2 separate regions of the Anser cygnoides genome follow, and region 1 is linked to region 2. Evidence: chromatin contacts called from public Hi-C data. All regions are on one chromosome and are shown on one strand. The core of a region is the stretch at or near the end of the contact, and the rest is flanking DNA. Distances in the headings are between cores, read along the strand shown. Region 1 holds the start of SFPQ (splicing factor proline and glutamine rich). Region 2 holds the start of CLSPN (claspin).

What was found. Hi-C and Micro-C count contacts between places; a contact is called where the count stands out from the background.
Region 1: a Hi-C map of liver shows a contact between it and region 2, with 1.7 times the contacts expected there. The contact joins the promoter of SFPQ here to the promoter of CLSPN in region 2. A contact is called at or near these places in 2 of 7 Hi-C or Micro-C datasets (granulosa cells and liver).

What each region holds. Positions count from the first base shown.
Region 1 is chr24:5,643,365-5,648,535 of Taihu_goose_T2T_genome, reverse strand. It overlaps SFPQ (splicing factor proline and glutamine rich), which reads right to left and starts at 3,875. Exons shown (of 12, transcript XR_007159635.2): 1 at 3,113-3,875; 2 at 2,659-2,847; 3 at 2,261-2,562; 4 at 2,049-2,144; 5 at 680-876; 6 at 298-382; 7 at 1-30.
Region 2 is chr24:5,416,873-5,422,058 of Taihu_goose_T2T_genome, reverse strand. CLSPN (claspin) reads right to left here and starts at 3,028. Exons shown (of 25, transcript XM_048052688.2): 1 at 2,877-3,028; 2 at 2,062-2,185; 3 at 1,036-1,493; 4 at 273-437. The coding sequence starts at 2,906.

The DNA of each region.
Region 1 (5,171 bases), core at 2,626-5,125, 230 kb before region 2:
TCTTCTCGCCTGCGACGCTCCTCCTCCTGCCTGATCATCCCAAAGCAGACCATTAAACTACAGGAGCAACGCTTTCAACATCTCATCAACATCACACGTATGAGCAATTTAACACTTCAGCAGAAGAGATACCATATGATGCTTAAATACTTGAGGAAAAAAAAACTTACACTGCAGTTCAATTTCTCATATGCAAACTGAAGTCGCAATGGAGGTTCTTGACAAAATAAAAGTTTTCACATTTAGTTTAAAAGAAGCAGATGTACAACTGAAAAATCCTGTAAAAGCCAGACCAACCTCAGCTGGATTTCCTTGCGTTTCTGCATTTCTTGATTATGGAGTTCTTCCATACGTCTCAGTTCCTCCTGACGCCTCATAAGATCTGCAGAAACCAAGCTTGTCAGCAGCTGTTCCACAAACTCAGACTTAAATTCAGATTTCAATTAGATCAACCTCATTTATACGACAGCAGACAATATTTATAACCCTATTTTTAGGTATACTTCATTTAATTTAAAACTGAGAAACCACAATTCTCTTTTCTAAGACTGAAACTATCAACCTCAGGTTCACAACAGGAAGCATGAATTCATTCAAAAAACCATTAAACAGTCAGTCATACATTTAAGCTGGCATTCAGAGCAAAAAGCATTTAGAGACAGAACTCAGAGCCAATTACCTTGACGCAAGAGGTTTGCCTGATGCTCATGATAAGCATCTTCCATCTCACTTTCAAGTTTGTCCTTGGCATCTTTCATGTTTTTTGCCACTTGTTCTCTCTGCTGTTTTTCCATTTCATCTAAAGATTTCCACCTCTGGGAATATTCAAATTCAAAACTGCCAGGCTGAGCAAAACGGGGAGGAGTCTCTCTTTCCCTGGAGAAAGGAAGATACTCAGTCAGGCTGCATAAGCCTGGAAACTGAAGGTCAATAAAAGACCACAGACAGAACAGCCAAAGTACTAGGGAACATCAAAAAAAACCCAAAACATCAAAATACGACCTCACTGATGTAATATAAAGCTTGTTTTGACAGAATGATGAAAACAGTACAGGGTCTTATGGATTTAAAGAACAGCATTTAGTCCACAGACTACCAAACGCAAATGAGGAGACTCCTGCACTATATCACATCCAAGCAAATCTCTCTGCTTCCAGTTCTACTGCTTGTTTATCCTGTTCTTAACTCCCTCCTCAAAACACTGCTGGTAACTGCCAGCTGCAAAATCTTCAAAAACAAGACCTTTGCCTAAATAGCTGTTCAGAACACCTGGATATGGAAAGATGAAGTTTTCAGTACCAACTTACTGGTTAAAGAAGAACTGTAATATTTATTTTAACTTAACTAGTCCTCAAAACACCTGACATCTCATTCTGTCATATAAAGTAACTAGAGTTAAAAATTCAGTAATTAATGCAACAAAACTAGAGAAATTTAAGAACTTTTCATGCATTATCAATTTAAAGTACTTCAAGATTTCAGGAAAAACACTGATCTGCATTGTTTTCAAAGACATTGTTGCTAAGCTGTTTATAGCTTTTGATCTTAACAAGCCATTTTGAACACACTTGTTTCAAGACCCACAAGATCTTCCCTCTCCACTCCCTTTGGCAACCTGAAAAACATTTCTCTAATAGACTTACTACAGAAGTCTTAAGCTAACATTACTAGAGGAAAAACTCATCTACCACTGCATTTTTCATGTGCAGCAGTCAGCCTCATAAGGCAAATCCATTGGGAACTTTATTAGTTAGGAAACAAATTAAAATTTTAGTTTTCTTTTTAAGTAATAAACAATTTACTGTTCCCTTTCATATCAACATGCTATGTGCCTTAAGATAACTTTCAACAACAGTATGAGCAAACAACTGAAGTCTAATTTAAGAGCTGTGCAGGTACACTTACCAAAAAATATGTTAAAAGGCTGATATTTATGCACTGTTTCTTTGGGATATTCAAAGCCAGATTTGAAAAACTGCTAACTCTTTCAGAGTCTGGGATCACACTATGTTATCTATATACTGTTTATAACAAAAGACAGTGCCTACTTTTGATACATTGGATTCTTCTGAGCAAGCTTTTCTGGAAGACCATCTTCATCATCCAGTTGTTCCAGTGGTTCCACAATAACCGGCCTAGGAGTGCTGAACACAAAATACACGTTTTACATTTCCATAGCAATCTCCACTCCGAAAAGCTAGAAGCAACTGACAACTCTATGCAGCTTAAAACTAAAAATCCTAGGAAGCAAAACACTTACGTTGTCAACAAAAACACTCCTTCAGTACACCGTTCAAATGCTTTTCGAGCAGCTGGCTTTGATGCAAACTCAACAATGCCTTTTCCTGTTGATCTACCTCGATCATCTACAATCACAACAGCTCTTTCCACTGGACCAAACTGGGAAAATGCTTCCTCGAGTAACTCGTTGGAGACATAAGGTGACAGATTACGCACTGAAAGAGCAGCAGCATGTGTGGCAAACCGAACACGAAGCTGTCGACCCCTCATAGGGGTATCATCCAATTCTGCCTTCGCGATTTCTGCAAGAGCTCTGGATTCCTGAGGGAAGTTTAAGACCCAGCTTTAGAAAATCACGTTACAAATTACTATTTCGGGAGAATTTTAAGGAGGTGGACATACAGTATGAAAGCCTACCAGTTTAATGAATCCAAAGCCTTTCCCTTTGTTGATAAAAACCTCTCCTGGCTCCCCATACTTGGCAAACAACCTCTTAAAGTCTTCATCCGTTATATCAGCAGGCAAATTCCCCACAAACAAACGACAGCGCTGAGTATAGGTCTTCTCCCCGGGCCGCCTCAGAAGCGAGAGATTCGCTTTAAAACCCTACGAAGAAGCAAAGCGGTTCGAGCCATCCCTGCGTGATCGCGGCCCCGCAGCTCCCCAACCGGTGGGGGGCAGGCCGATACGGCCCCGTGGCTCCCCCGAATCCCCTCAGGCGGTCTCGCCCCGCGGCCCGGCGTCCCCCGGCCCCGCTGCGCCCCCCGGCCCCGCGCTCCTCCCCTCAAAATGGCGGCCGCGGCGCGCGGGGCCCCCATGGCGGCCGCCGCCATCTTGTGGCTCGGGGAGGGGGGAGGGCGCCATGACTCACCTCGTCCGAAAGCTTTTCGCCTCCGCCGCCTCCGGCCGGGCCCTGCTGCGACGAGAGGCTCTGCTGTCCCTGGTGCTGCTGCCCGCGGCCCCGCGGCTCTCCGCCCGGCCCGCCGCGGTGGCCCGGCCCGCCTTTATGCGGCCCGCCCGGCCCCTGCTGGGGTCCGCCCGGCCCCTTGGGCCCGCCGCCGGGCGACTGTCCTTGGCCTTTCTTAGGGCCTCCGGCCGGCGTGGGGCTGGGGCTCGGCTTGGGCTGCGGCTGAGGCTGCCCCCCGGGGCCGGGGGGAGCTGAGGCGGGCGCGGAACCCTGCGCCTGCTGCTGCGGCGGCTGCCCCGCGGGCAGAGCTGCCGGCGGAGGCGCCCCAGGTCCGGGTTGGCTGCCGGCGGGCCCCGCCGTGGTAGAGGCGGACGAAGAGGACGAAGGCGGCGGAGCCGAGGTCGACGCGGGCGGCTTCGGCGGTTCGGGCTTCGGGCCGCCGCCCGGCGGGCCGCCCGGGCCCTGCGGGCCGCCCCCCATAGGCCCGCGGTTCTGGCCCATCCCCATGCCGGGCGGCGGGGAGCGGAAATCGTGGTTGGGGCCGCCGCGGCCACCGCCGCCGCCTCGCCGGTGGAAGCCGCCACCGCCGCCGCCACGGCTACGGAACCGATCCCGCGACATGGTGGTGGTGGTGGTAGAGGAGGAGGAGGAGGAGGAGAGAGGGCCCCCGCTGCTGCTCCTCGGAGCCCGCTGCGCAAAATGGCGGCGAGCTAAACGGCCTCACCGCCGCCTTTGTCCGCCTCTAATATACCTTCCCCGCCCCCGGAAGCCGCCCCCTAGCCCCCAATAGCCAATCGCCCGCCGCGGGGGTGAAGACCGATAGGCCGAGTGGCCAATCGCGTGCCCCTCTTCCCCTAACTCTTTGATCTTATTGGTAAAGCGCCTGCCCTCAGCCGATTGGTTCATTTGACCGCCGACATAGGGGAACGATGATCCGTTAACCTCCCGCGTGCTGATTGGGCAGTTTGAGCGGCGGGAGGCGAGCTTAGGGCGGAAGCGCGGCTCCTGATTGGCTGCCCACGGAGTCAGTCGGGCGCGAAGCCGCCGGGGCTACGGCGCCCGGGCAACCCCGGGGGTCCCGGCCTCGTCTCAGCAGCCCCACAGCAGGGGAACGGGGCCTTGAGGAGTTCGTGTCACAGCAGCCGCAGGCTTTAGCTGAGAGAAAAAACAATAAATAAATAAATAAAATAAAATAGAATAAAATCTGGGTCTCAGCTCTCTTTTCAAAACGATTTTGGCTCCTTTCAGCACAGCTGGCGCCTTTCCCTCCTACTTTGAGAGCACATTTGCCATACGAGTTTCTATTTGTTCGTTCGAAGCGGGCGGTGTTGCACAACTCCTGTCAGGAGGTCGCGGCTGCGAGTGCTTTCACCCAATTTTGTTTGAAAAACCTAACAGGGAAGTAGCAGAAATGGATATTTCAACTGATTAAAGCCATTGCAATTTGCAAGCGCCTTGCAAACAAAGGACACAGCTCTGTGCTCATCACCTTCGCTGATAAGAAAGTGGATGTCAATTCCCCCAATTTTACAACAATGTAAACCACTTCTTTCAGTGGTATACGTGTCTGTGATTTCTGAGTAGAAAAACAAAGATGCTGTAAAAACTTGTAGCAGTTATGGTGACAAAATTACACATTCTAATACAGAAAACAGGCCAAAAGTACTTTCCATGTATTTAGCATCATTGGTTTCAGTGGTGTTGCACTGGAGACGCATTTAGTGTGATAATGTTAGAACAACATGACATTTTCAATGAAGGTTTTCCTCCATCGAGGCTCCCAGGCTCCCACTGATGTTTCACATTCAGTTTCAGATCACAATAAACAAACTTTATGTGAAGCCCAAGTGAAAGCCACATGCTTGCCTTATGTGGACAGAAACTGTAACTGTTGCATTGCTGTGATAAAATATTATCAAGCTATCTCAAAAATATTTGTGAAGCCCTGGGCAAAGGCAGACTTCATTGCTTCAAACAAAATGAATTTCCCTGTGGCTTTAAAGTTTTAAAATAAAAAATTGCT
Region 2 (5,186 bases), core at 1,779-4,278:
GTCAAGAGTCAAAATAATTGTACAGAATTAGAGCTGGTCAGCTAAACCATCAAAACAGGATCTGGAGTATTCTCACAAACCAACAAAAATCCTCTCTAATACTTAGGCTAGATTTGCAAAGCTTCTACTGTAGCATTATCTTTACAGCTTTCAAGAACAACATTCCTCCATCTCTAAGAACAAAAAGCAGAGGACTGTTTTACCCTCTGTCAGAACAGTAGACTTGTCAAATAGTTTAATGCATGCTCACATAGAACACTTCCCACTAATACCTTATATTTTTTTATTTTGTCCTTCACTGCTGCCCGTATGGATTCTATTGACTCTTCATCCTCTGGGAGCGAAGCATTTTCCTCTTCTAAGCCATTATCGAAAAGTTCTTTGTCATCAAGAAGACAGCCACTGTCATTAAAAGGATATGTCTCACCGCCATCCACCTGTGTGCCATAAAAATAAACTATTTATGCAACTTGTTTCAGAAGATCCTCTTCATTTCTTTGAAGTGAATTTAAGATTACTGTCAAAAGATCTTGATGGAAGAAATTAGAATAGGTATATGTCAGCTTTAACATAATGGCTCAGACAGAATAAATTTACACTTGGAATATGTATTTTATAAATAGCAACAATACACAGCCTCACAAGCAGCCGTTTATTCAGAGAAGAATTCAAATTTGAAAGTAGCCCAAAGTTTTCACCAGAAACTAGCGTGGCAGTGTAGCAAAAAGCAGAAATATGAAACAAAGCACTTTGTGCACAGAACAAGCCCACGATGAGCTAGAAACAAAACTCAGAGATTTCCTGCCTGGCTTCACGTGCACTAATGTGAAGTCATCAGGCATTAGGGTTTGTACTTTGCAAGTGAAACTGGTAGATTTGCAGGGTGTACAACAGATCCTTGTGGATTCTATACTGTAGCCCCTGTAGTAATGTGGACACAAGTGATGCTGAAGCATTGAAAGAAAATAATCAAACAAAGTTATAAATTTAACTTAGTGGAGAAAGTGTCTGAGAATTTCTGCCAAAAACAAATACCTCTGCTCTAGGCTTCTTTTCTTTTTTCAGCTGTTTGATGGACGCAATTCTTCTCTCCCTCTCCTTCTCCTTTCTTCTAGATCTTACTACATTTTTTTTAATCATCTCTTCTTCAAAATTGTTTTCATGTTTTCTGTATTTTTTCCCAGATTTCAGTGGTCTCTCCTCTTCCAACTCCTTCTCAGGCAAGACAGCCCTTCTGCTTGTTTCAAGGTTTTCGATCTGCAAATGGTCTCCAGTGTCACTGTCATCGCTATCCAGCAGAAACTGGCGAATCCGACGACATTTTTTGTTCTTCTGGACAAGAATGTTCTCTTTTTCCTCTCCACTTTCTATGTCTCCGCCCAGAGCGTCATTCTGCACAGGAGAGCCACCATCTTCTCCATCTTCACTTTCACTGTCCTGAAGCACCTTCTTGCTTTTTGCTTTTTTACTCACAAAAATCTCTTCCTCCGAATCTGACAGATTATATTAAAAGACAAGAAGTGATGCATGTTATGGAAAGGTAAACTTCACGAGTTCATTAACAAGCAGCCTGTTAAATTTCACAGATGTCAACAACTACAGCTAATCAGTGTGAAATCAAGTTTTCAAAATCCACTTCTCCCTATAGTGTAACAGATAATCAATCCAAATTGATGTTATAGGTTCCAAGTCTTTGTCAAAGAAAAGGCAGAACAGAAAATCTTTCACTGATATATTAGTGAGTTGAAATAATAATGAAACTACAGTAAGTAAATGCATAGATTAAGCAAACTATTGATTTGGTAGATTAAGAAAATCATAAAAAGAAAAGAAATAAGCAAATAAAACACATCTGATTTACCACTGCACTTTCTGTACCTCAAAAACTTTTTTTTTGGGGGGGGGGGATTTTGAGCTTTCTGCCTGTATTTTAAGCCACAAAAGAGGGCATTTTGGATTCATAGAGGTCAACCAATCTCAACTTCCCACATATTTATTTGTAAAAAAAAAGGACTCTTTTAGATGACAGCCCGCAGGCCCAGCTCCCGACACCTCACAGACCTCTGTCACCGAGATCCGCTGGCCCGGCGGGGAGGAGCCGTGGCGAGGCCGTCTCGCAGCTGCCCTGCCCGCTGTCCGAGTCGCTGTCAGGGCTCTTCTGCACGCCTGAACCGGGACCTTCGAGCTGCAAGCACAAAGCACCAGGCCCCGTTCCGTAACACCGCAAGCGCCCCCCGCGCTGCGGCGCCTGACGGAGCCCGACTTCGCCCCAAGGCCTCGCCCAGCCCCTGCGCAGGATCCCCCCCCCACACACGCACACCGTGATATTTGCACGCTTAATTGACACTTTATGAAGAAAGAACACACCACAGCAAGCTTTATTAGTATTTAAACATGCTTAAGCTGAGCTCGCACGTAGGAAAAAATAAAAAAAGCCCGTGCTGGGGGAGTCCCACAGTCACATCGGGCGCCGAGCACCGACGACTTCGCCCCTCTCACGGGGCCGCCCCCGACGGCCCCGGCCCGCGCGCTCCCGGCATGCACCGCGCCCGCCCCAGCTCGCTGCCGCCCTCCCAGCACGCCCCGCGGCCCCGCCCCTCCCCGCGTACACCCGCAGGGATAAGCCGAGCTCAAGCTTCCCAGCACGCCCCGCGGGCGGCGAGACGGAAGTGCGGGGAGACGCCGCCGCAGGGCGTGCTGGGAAGTGTAGTTTCCGCCAACAAGGGAGGGAAGGAGGGAGGTGAGCGCGATGTCACCGGGAGCCAACGGGGAGCCGCCGCCACTTCGCTTGCCGCCCTTCCCAGCCCTCCGCCGCGCCGCGCCCGCAGGAGCCCCGTGTCCGCCCCCAGCCGGCGGCGCGGAGCGGCGAGACTCACCTCAGCGGGGGCCGCCGCCGCCTCCGCCATGGCCCGGGCCGCGTAGGAAACCGCTTCGAGTCTTCGCGCGCTGCTCTAGCTCCGCCCACCGCGGGATGCAACCAATCACAATTCAGCACCTCCCTAGAGGCCCCTCCCCTCCCGGCGTTTTATTGGGGGATTTTCTCCGAGTCGTCCCGCCCCTTCGCGAGCACTTGACCAACCAACGGCCGCGCGGCGGGGCCCGGCCGGGGAGGGCGGGGCGGGCGCTGCCTGAGGGGAGGGCGGTGCGGCCCGGCCGGGGGCGCCCCCCGACCTTACGCCCCCCTCACCTCACGCTGTGCCCGCCGTCATTTCCCCACGGGAGGGCCCGGGGCCGGCCGTGAGCTGGGCCCCCATGCTCGGGAAGCCTCCCCAGAGCCCTGGGAAGCCATAGAAAGGCGCCGAGCGGTTTGATCTGGTTTAAGACCGTTTTGATCTGGTTTAGGTGGCCGCCAGATGCCTATCGGCCTTCCTTCCTTCCCCAGAAACGGCAATTTCGAGAGGTTTGCAGCTTCCTGCTGGAGGCAGGGCAGCAGGCACCAGGAGAAGCGTTAGGGGCTGTGCCCTGAGATATTCAAATATTGATATTAAAGATATTCAGAGTTTGGATTCCAGTTCTCAGTCAGCTTGGTAGAACATAATTTTTTTTTCTTCCAAATCAAACTAAAATCAAACATTTGCTGTCTGTCCCTAAAGGCAAAGCCCAGAAAAAAAAATAAAATTAAATAAATAAATAAAATAAATAAATGAATTCTGAATTGTTTGGTACCAGTCACAGTTCTGAGGGGGATGCGGAACAGATGGGCTAATCTACTATGATGGTTCCCATATACCCAACAAATCTTGGAACGGAGGAAGTGAGAAAAGCAAATGTCCATGAAACTTACTGCAAACATCACAATACAGGGCTGGTTTCTTGGAACAGGAGTTAGTCATGAGACACAGACGCTGGCACTACAAAAATACCATTGATCGATATGATTAAGATACTATCAGACTACTAGGTAGAGAAGAGTCAGAGAAAAACAGGAAAAATAAGGCCCAACTTAAGTCAAAGCTACCTGCTTAAAAAATATACAAATAAAAAGTAAATACATTTGTGAATAAACAAAACCTTGGATTTTTTAGAATGTTGTGCAAATGTCAACAAAAATACTTGGCTAGTATTTAAGGCAGTCTGTCCTTTTTCTGCAAAACACTATTTCTGAAAAACACTGTTCTTTGGTAAAGAAGCACTAGCTGGGCTGGGCAGGCCTTTGCTTCCTGATACTGTTTTGTAAGTGGTAGCTGACAATGCAAATTAAGGGTGGTCACATTACACAGTAAATTCCTAGAACGTGAGGATCTTTCTAGGTAGACTGTCAGTAAAAAATATTACTGAGCAGTTCATTGTACTTACTCAAGACAGTAATCCCATTGCTCTGTTATGGTTTTGAGACCTTGTAAGAAAAAAGTCGCATGGGGAAAGTGCTGTACCATAGAATTTGGATTTTAGCACAAAGCTGTTATCGCTAGCTTTTTGAGAGTTTTAATTTCATGTAAAAGAGGTGAAATACTTGGATCTGAAAAGGGGTTTTTAGTTGCTCAGTCCACAGGTTCATAAAAATAGAACACGCTTAGACAAAATGCACTGGTATTTCATACTATTATTTATTCACAAACGTAAAGCAGGTAACTCCATTTGTAACTGAAAAAAAAAAAAAAAAAGAAAAATTAGCTACCTGCTATGTTAGGTTACTTCTGGTTCCTCTGATTCAGAGCTCTGTTGCTCACACCTGGTGCAGAAAGGCAGCCGTACAGAATTGGTAACTCTTGGTAAACATTTGCCATTAAGGAGAGTCTATAAACTAAAGTGTGGTGTGTTTTATTTAAGCACTGGATAAGGTACCATTTTATAAGATTCGTATTTGTGAAAGGCCGTTTGTGAGTCTATTTTTGACTAAATAATATATTCCTTCCACACCTTCTAAAGGGAGATATTTAAAAACGTCTTCAGAACTAAAGCTATCGGAACTTTTTCTGTCATAACCAGATTCGGCCTCACCACTGGAAACATGTAGGTGTTTTCAATATAAGGGTGGAATAAGACAGAAATAAGGTTCTGGCTACTTTGCAGTCAGGATGCCTCAGCGTGTTTGTAATATTTATCAGGTTAATTGCTTGCTGGCTTTTTTGAATTTCTAATGCATGAAGTATCGTCTTGAGTAGCCATACTCAGTATCTTGCAGGACCAAGCCTTGGTATTGTGGATTTCTTGAGGCAGAGATTGTCTCTTCATCTTTTTAAAGT